Regions from separate parts of the Callithrix jacchus genome. Here region 2 is linked to region 1. A link is a contact called in public Hi-C data. All regions are on one chromosome and are shown on one strand. Each heading gives the region's core, a stretch centred on a gene start, on an enhancer-like site or on the middle of the called end of the contact. The rest is flanking DNA. Distances are from core to core; before and after follow the strand shown.

The links. Hi-C and Micro-C count contacts between places; a contact is called where the count stands out from the background.
Region 2: a Hi-C map of skeletal muscle shows a contact between it and region 1, with 5 times the contacts expected there. The contact joins the enhancer-like site here to the promoter of NR1H2 in region 1. A contact is called at or near these places in 2 of 3 Hi-C or Micro-C datasets (induced pluripotent stem cells and skeletal muscle).

Annotation. Positions count from the first base shown.
Region 1 is chr22:44,016,278-44,020,542 of calJac240_pri, reverse strand. It overlaps NR1H2 (nuclear receptor subfamily 1 group H member 2), which reads right to left and starts at 2,897. Exons shown (of 10, transcript XM_054250560.2): 1 at 2,574-2,897.
Region 2 is chr22:44,098,689-44,103,116 of calJac240_pri, reverse strand. MYBPC2 (myosin binding protein C2) reads right to left here. Exons shown (of 28, transcript XM_035285914.3): 14 at 3,167-3,273; 15 at 2,799-2,828; 16 at 2,276-2,415; 17 at 15-174. Among named protein-coding and RNA genes, the nearest start is that of MYBPC2, 19 kb to the right of the region's middle. Within about 2 kb of position 2,911, at least 1 of the 16 cell types and tissues checked has an H3K27ac peak or open chromatin away from gene starts, as enhancers often do. A contact at or near this core is called in skeletal muscle, where this site is marked.

The DNA of each region.
Region 1 (4,265 bases), core at 1,648-4,147:
CGGCTTGTATTTAACCTTTTGAGTTGGCTGGGCGCGGGGGCTCACACCTGTAATCCCAGTACACTGGGAGGCTGAGGAGGGCAGATCATCTGATGTCAGGAGTTCGAGACCAGTATGGCCAATGTGGTGAAACCCCATCTCCATTAAAAATACAAAAAAAATTAGCCGGGCATGGTTGTGCGCTGGAGTTCCAGGTACTCGGGAGGCTGAGGCAGAATTACTCGAACCTAGGAGGTGGAGGCTGCAGTGAGCGGAGATCATGCCACTGCACTCCACCTTGGGCAACAGAGAAAGACTCTGTCTCAGAAAAAAAAAAAAAAAGAAAGAAAGATAAAAAATTTTGAGGCCAGTAGTGGTGGCTCACGCCTGTAATCCCAGCACTTTGGGAGGCCAAGGCGGGCGGATCACCTGAGGTCAGAAGTTCAAGACCAGTCTGACCAACATGGAGAAACTCCATCTCTACTACAGATACAAAGTTAGCCGGGTGTGGTGGTGCGTGCCTGTAATCCCAGCCTACTCAGGAGGCTGAGGCAGGAGAATTGATTGAACCCGGGAGGCGGAGGTTGCGGTGAGCAGAGATTGAGCCATTGCACTCCAGCCTGGGCAACAAGAGCTAAACTGTCTCAAAAATAATTTTTTTTCTTTTAATAACTACCACACTGCGAGACTGCGTGCATTATCCCCACTACCAGGGCTTCAGTTTCTCCACATCCACACCAACATTTGTTTTTATCTGTCTTTTTTCCCTATTTCTCCTCCTCCTCCTTTATGTTTTCTTTCTTCTTTCTCTTTCTTCTCCTCCTCTCCTTCCTTCCCTCCTTCCTTCTTTCCCTCCTTCCATCTTTCTTTCTTCTCCTCCTCTTCTCCTTCCTTCCTTCCCTTTTCTCCCTCCCTCCCTCTCTCCCTCTCCATCTCTTTCTTTCTTTCTTTTCTTCACAAAGTCTCGCTCTGTCACCCAGGCTGGAGTGTGAGCCACCATGCCTAGCCCTTTCTGCCTCCCTTCCTCCCTTCCTTCCTTTTTTTTTTTTTTTTTTTTTGAGACAGGGTATCACTTTCTCACCCAGCCTAGAGTGCAGTGGTGCAGTCTTGGCTCACTGAAGCCTTGACCTTGCTAGCTCAAGAGATCCTCCCACCTCAGCGCTGCCCCCAACCCCCACCCCAAGCAACTGGGACTATGGGTGCACACCACCATACCTGGCTGATTTTTTTTTTTTTTTTTTTTTTTGAGACAGAGTTTAGCTCTTGTTACCCAGGCTGGAGTGCAATGGCGCGATCTCAGCTCACCACAACCTCCGCCTCCTGGGTTCAGGCAGTTCTCCTGCCTCGGTCTCCTGAGTAGCTGGGATTACAGGCACGCACCACCATGCCCAGCTAATTTGTTGTATTTTTAGTAGAGACGGGGTTTCACCATGTTGACCAGGATGGTCTCGATCTCTTGACCTTGTGATCCGCCCGCCTCGGCCTCCCAAAGTGCTGGGATTACAGGCTTGAGCCACCGCGCCCAGCTAATTTTTGTATTTTTAGTAGAGATAGGATTTTGCCATGTTGGCTGGCTGGTCTTGAACTCCTGACTTCAAGTGATCTGCCTGCTTCAGCCTTCCAAAGTGCTGGGATTACAGGCTTGAGCCACCGCGCCCAGCTAATTTTTGTATTTTTAGTAGAGATAGGATTTTGCCATGTTGGCTGGCTGGTCTTGAACTCCTGACTTCAAGTGATCTGCCTGCTTCAGCCTTCCAAAGTGCTGGGATTACAGGTGTGAGCCCCCGTGCCTGGCCTATATTTGCAAATTTATGCCAAGGATATTAGGCTGAAATCTGGTAAATGACAGCATCTACTATTAGGTTTGTCCAAAAGTAATTGCAATTTTTCCCATTAAAATTAATGTGAGGGCAGGGCACAGTGGCTCACACTTGTAATCGCAACACTTTGGGAGGTCAAGGTGGGCAGATCACCTGAGGTTAGGAGTTCAAGACCACTGTGGCCAACATGGCAACACCATATCTCTACTAAAAATATAAAAATTGGCAGGAGAATTGCTTGAACCTGGGAAGACAAGGTTGCAGTGGGCTGAGATCACCGCCATTGCCCTCCAGCCTGGACGACAGAGCAAGACTCCACTTCAAAAAAACAAAAACAAAAAAACTAATGCAAGACCACGGGAAGGTGCAATATAAGATCATAGAGGAAAGGTGGGTCCGAATTTGATGCCCTGTGGGGTCAGATGTGGCCCACAGTGGCTGAGTCACCCAAAGACATTGCGTTTGGACACACAACTGGACTACATTTCCCAGTCGTCCTTGCAGCCAGGAGCAACCACGTGACAGATTCCCGCCAATGGAACGGGAGCAAAAGTAATCCGGGCAAAGACAATGCAAGGCATCTGGGTAGATTACTTCCTGTCTGGAGCTTCAAGAACCAGGTTCAGTTGCCTTCCAAGTACACCTGGACTGCCTCCTCTTGACCCCCACCTGCACCGCAGCACCCGCCCCCCAACCCCGTAAAGTGGGCGATAATTCTTACCAGGTTATTTTAGTAAATAAAGTGACGGGTTTAAAAATCTCGCAATGCTTTACCTAATGACATCCGGAGGCTTCAGGAGAGATTGTGTTGGGCGACTCTGGAGATGGTGCTCCTCTGATGGTGGAGGCCGACCTGGTCACATCCCTATGAGAGATAAGATGGGGAGATCCAGGTCCCACTGGCAGGGCCATATTCAGCAGAAGACCTCCCAGTAAGCCCGGGCAGGGGAGTTAAGGAGGAAGCTCTGTTCTGCTCCTTTCCCATAGGGTGCAGAAAGCGAGCAAGTCGGCATTCCAGGCGGTAGGAACCGCTAGGGCGGAAGCCTGGAATGGGAAGCTGGAAAGAGCATGGTGTTACAGTAGTCCAGCTCTAGAAATAGAGGTGGCGGCTGGGGAATGTTGGCTGGGAAAACAGGCCCACAGCACCACCGTGTGGCCACGTGTGAATTTGCAGGCGCGGCCTCTCAGAAACTAGGGGCGCTTGCGTGGAGTTGGATGAGGTGCTGCCGCCGGAAAGAGTCGGGGGGCGAATTGAAGGGCCCTAAATCGAGTGCTCTGACTGAGAAAACAAAGCGGGGGGTGGTAAGAGTTATCAGAGACACAGTCAGCTGTTTCAGGAAAATCCCCCAGGGCAAGGAATTCACAAAGTGAGTCTTTACCATTACTTATGTATTTATTTCTACTGATACAGTGTCTCACTCTGTCGCTCGGGATGGAGTGCAGAGTGTCATGCTCACGGCTCACTGCAGCCTCAGCCTCCTGGGCTCAAGTGATCCTCCTGCCTCACGTTCCCCAGTAGCTGGGTCTACAGGAGTGTGCCACTACGCCCAATTTAAAACATTTTTGTACAGACAGTGTCTCCCTTTGTTGCCCAGACTGGTCTCCAACTCCCAGCCTCAAGCGATCCTCCTGTCTCAGCCTCCCAAAGGGCTAGGATGACACCCCCAGCCTCCCAAATACACCCCACTTCACCTAGCCTTTTCTTTCTTTTTTTTTTTTTTTTTCTTTTCGAGACGGAGTCTCCCTCTGTTCCCCAGGCTGGAGTGTGGAAGCGCAATCTTGGTTCACTGCAAGCTCCGCCTCCCGGGTTCAAGTGATTATCCTGCCTCAGCCTTCCGAGTTGCTGGGATTACAGGCACCTGTCACCACACCCAGCTAATTTTTTTTTTTTTTTTTTTTTTTAGTAGAGACGGGGTTTCACCATGTTGGCCAGGGTGGTTTTGAACTCCCGACTTCAGGTGAGAACAAGAGTCTCTGCCTGGTAATCCAGATAATTCTTCTGGATCCTTTATCCAGCAGTACCTCTATGAGTTTGCAAGAACCACAGCATTCATGGGCTTGGGGTGCCCCCTAATGCAGACATGGCTGAGATCACAACATCCAAGTACCTTTGAAGCCTCCCCAAGAAGGACAGGTACAGAGAAGCCTTGTCTGCAGACTACAGTAAACACCGAACATGCCCAGGTGCAGTGGCTCATGTCTGTAATGTGTCAGCACTTTGGGAGGCTGAGTTGGGAGAATCATCTGAGGTTAGGAGTAGGAAACCAGCCTAACCAACATGATGAAACCCCGTCTCTACCAAAAATACAAAAATTAGCCAGGCATGGTGGCAGGTGCCTGTAGTCCCAGCTACTGGGGAGGATGAGGCAGGAGAATCGCTTGCACCTGGGAGGCAGAAGGTGCAGTGAGCTGTGATTGTGCCATTCCACTCCAGCTGGGCAACAAAAGCAAAACTCCATCTCACTA
Region 2 (4,428 bases), core at 1,662-4,161, 83 kb before region 1:
CTTTCTCTACTCACCCACCACCCGCAGGAAGATGGAGGCCACGTCCTCGCCGACAGGGTTGGTGACCTTGATGGTGTAGCGGCCCTCATCCGCCCGCTCCGCGCTCTCAATCACAAAGCTGCTGCAGTCTACCCGCTTCTCGATGCGGACTCTGCCCTCAGTGGACGTGAATACCTGGACACAGCCACCAGATGGCCTTGCAGCCCATCGTGTCCCCAAGCAAACCCAGGCCTGCCTCTGCCACTGCCCTGCTCAGGATCCTCCCATGGTTTCCCATCGACACACAGGGTCCTCGCGCTCCGCTGCCGTCCTCCACCTCCAAATGCCGTCCTTCATTAAAAACACCGAACTGTCTTGTCCCAGAGATTTTGCAAGGCTGGTCCCTGTACATGCAACACTAGGCTCTTACTCATCCTTCAGGACACACTCAGAAGACACCTCTTCCAGGAAGCCTTCCTGGATGCCCTCAGCTGGAAGTGCTGGCTCCAACCCCTGGGTTCTCATAGCTTCTAGAACCTCCCTTTATCTCAGTCAGAGCACTCTGGACCATGGCTGCTTGGGCAGGTGTTAATTAGCCTCTCCACAAGAGTGAAGGCTCCTGAGCAGGGCGCAGTGGCTCACGCCGGTAATCCCAGCACTTTGGGAGGCTGAGGCAGGAGGATCGCTCAAGCCCAGGAGTTCAAGGCCAGTGTGGGCAACAGGTGGGCAAATTTTAAAATAAATAAATACATTTTAAATAAAATGAAGGCTCCTGGAGGGCAGGAGCTGCATCCAGCTCATGGCTGCATCCTCAGTCCCTGGTGCAAAGGAAGCCTTCCGGGATGCCTGCTGAGTGAGTGAATGCAAGAATGTCGAGCCAACTCTGTCCATTTGACAGAAGAGGAAACTGAGGCACAGGGAGAAATGAAAAACTGAGCTGTCCTAGGGCCTGGGGCATGCAAGGTTCAAATATTTGTTGGACGGATGGATATAGGAATCTGTAGATATGGCTGGGCATGTTGGCTCATGCCTGTAATCCTAGCACTCTGGGAGGCCAAGGTGGGAGGATCGCTTGAGCTCAGGAGACCAGCTTGGGCAACATGGTGAAACCCTGTCTCTACAAAAATACAAAAAATTAGCCAGGCATGCTGGCATACTCCTGTGATCCCAGCTACTCTGGAGGCTGAAGTGGGAGGATCACTTGAGCCTGGGAGGCAGAGGTTGCAGTGAGCCAAGACCACTCCACTGCACTCCAGCCTGGGTGACAGAGTGCAACCCCCCCTCAAAAAATTAGATAGATAGATAGATAGATGATAGATAGATAGATAGAAGATAGATAGATGATAGATAGATAGATGATAGATAGATAGATAGATAGATAGATAGATAGATAGATAGACAGATGGATAGATAGATAGCCAGGTACAGTGGCTCATGCCTGTAATCCCAGTACTTTGGGAGGTTGAGGTGGGTGGAACACAAGGTCAGGAGTTCAAGACTAGCCTAGCCAAGATGGTGACATCCCATTGCTACAAAAAAACTACAAAAATTAGCCAGGCATAGTGGCAAGCGCCTGTTATCCCAGCTACTAGGGAGGCTGAAGAAGGAGTCACTCCTTGAACCCTGGAAGCAGGGGTCACAGTGAGCCGAGATCGCACCAGTGCACTCCAGCCTGGGTGAGAGAGTGAGGCTCCATCTCTCTCTCCCTCTCTCCCTCTCTCTCTCTCTCTCTCTCTCTCTCTCTCTCTCTCTCTATATATATATATATATATATATATATATATATATATATGTGTGTGTGTGTGTGTGTGTGTGTGTATATACATATATATATTTTACACACACATAGATGTATATACATATTTTTTAAATAATAAAAAATATAGCTAGATAAATGGGTAGATATGTTTCTGGATAAATGGATAACTGGATTGGTTGATGAATAAATGGACAAATGGATTAATTACTGGATGAGTGGATGGCTGGGTGAATTAATCAACTCGTTGATGAAAAAATCATCAGTGGATGGGCGGCTGAGTTACAGATGGCTGGCAGGCTAAACTGGTCGATCGCCTGATTAATTAACTGAAAGGTGAAAGGATGAATGGATGGAGCGTCCACCATGTGCTAGGCCCGTACCTGTGACGGACAAACATAATCTCCAATCTTCAAAACAATCCTGTGAAGAAGGAGTCACCACCCTCATTTTATAGAGGATGAAACTGAGGCTCAGGGGGAAAGAAGCGACTTCCCTAAAGGGAAAGGAAGTCAGGACGGAGGGGAGGCCCCGACCCACCTCATCTCCCATCAGCCAGGTGGCAACGGGAGGGGGCTCCCCTGTGATGGCCACATCCAGCCTCAGCTTGTTTCCAGCCACAACCACAATCGAATTATCTGAGGTCTTCCCCGAGCAGTCCAAGTGGATCTTTGGTGGCTCTGGTGGCACAGAAGAGATATGGGAACCCTGGGGATGGGTGGCCATTCCCGACGAGAGGATCTCCAAGATCCTCTCCCTGGGTTCCAACAGTGACAGAGACCTGGGGGTCCAGGCCCCCAACCCCTCCTCCCTCAGATCCTACAGTCCAGGCCCCCAGCTCCTCCTCCCTCAGACCCAGGGATCCAGGCCCCCAACACCTCCTCCCTCAAGACCCCAGTGCCTCGGTCTCTGCTGACCACCCCATCTATCTGCTGCCCCCTGCCCCTCCTCCCTCACCCCGCCCCTCCTCTCTCGCCCTGCCCCTCCTTCCTCACCCTGCCCCCTCTCCCTCGGCCCCTCCCTTCCTCCCTGGCTGGCTCCCAGAGCAGTCCCCGGTGCTCACCTTGCTTGGGAACATACTCCACCTTGATTTCTGGAAGACAAAGACTGGACGGTTAGATCTAAACCCAGCAGGCCCCTCGCCCTGCCTTCACAGCCCAGAGGAAGAGGGGAGGGTCTGGCAGTCTCCCTGGGAACTGGAGTGCTGGGGACAGGTTCAGGCCCAGGAGCCACCTCTCCTCCCAGGCAGCAGTCAGCGGGGAGTTCAGCGCTCTCCCTCTGTCTTCTGACTCCAGCCATGAGCGGGACAGACCCCTGCTGTCGTCCTCATTCGCACTCAGGGAACCTTAATCCTGGAGGGGGACATCCTGGGCCCTGGGTCTGGGAGGATGGGTTGTACAGCCCACAGGGAAGGAGGAAGGGCATCCTCACCCAGGAAGTTGAGCTTGGCCGAGAGTGACAGGGCGTAGCCATCAGGCACAAACATGTAGTCTCCTTCATCCTCCGGGCGGACGTCATCGATCACCAGCTTGTGGAACCTAAGAAGTAGGGGAGCAGGGTAGAGCTGGGGCCAGATTGCCCTGGGAACCACCATGGGGCTGCACCCCCACATTGGCTTCCCTCAGTGCAATTCACATGCCTGCATTCTTATCCAGGGCTTTGGAGTGCTGTGGCCTAGGTTCAAATCGGTGGCTGTGTGACCTTGGGCAAGTTACTTAACCTCTCTGTGCCTCTGTTTCTTCATCTATAAAATAGGGGTAATGATGCCAATCTACATCAAGGTTGTTGTAAAGCATGGAGAAGGGTACAGTGGCTCACATCTGTAATCCCAGCACTTTGGGAGGCTGAGCATCGAGAATCGCTTGAGCCCAGGAGTTGGAGATCACCCAGGGCAACACGGGGAAACCCTATCTCTATAATAAATAAATAAACAGGTGGATACAGTCCTTTGGCTGGGCATGGTGGCTCACGCCTGTAATCTCAGCATCTGGGGAGGCTGGGTGATGAGTTGCTCCAGCCTAGAACAAGGCTTCAGTGAGCTGTGACTGCACCGCTGCACTCCAGGCTGGGTGACAGATTGAGACCCTGTCTCAAAAAAAACAAGGCATCTAGAGAAGTACCTGGCACTTATAGGTGCCCTGTAAGTGTCAGGACGTGTTATCATTATGTGTGCGTTGGGGTGGGTTGTTTTTTTTTTTTTTGAGATGGATTCTCACCCTGTCACTAGGCCAGAGTACAGTGGCACAGTCTTGGCTCACTGCAACTTCTGCCTCCTGGGTTCAAGTGATTCTCCCGCCCCAGCCTCCTGAGTATCTGGGACTACAGGCATGCTCCACCACACGCAGATAATTTTTATATTTTTAGTAGAGACGGCGTTTCACCATGTTGGCCAGCCAGGCTGCTCTCAAACTCCTGAACTCAACTGATCCTCCCAACTTGGCCTCCCAAAGTGCTGGGATTACAGGCATGAGCCACTGCACCTGGCCATTACCATCATTATTGAGACCACCAGCCAGCATGGTTCCCTACACAGTACACAGTGGGAACCCTACATCCCACTAAGAGCTACTGCCAGGAAGCCCTGGATGGCACGATGCTTTCCGGCCATCATGGTGGCTCTCCGCATGCTGTAGATAATGAGGTGTTTGTCTTAGGTGTCCACGTGCCACCTGTTGAATTCCAGCTTCTTATTT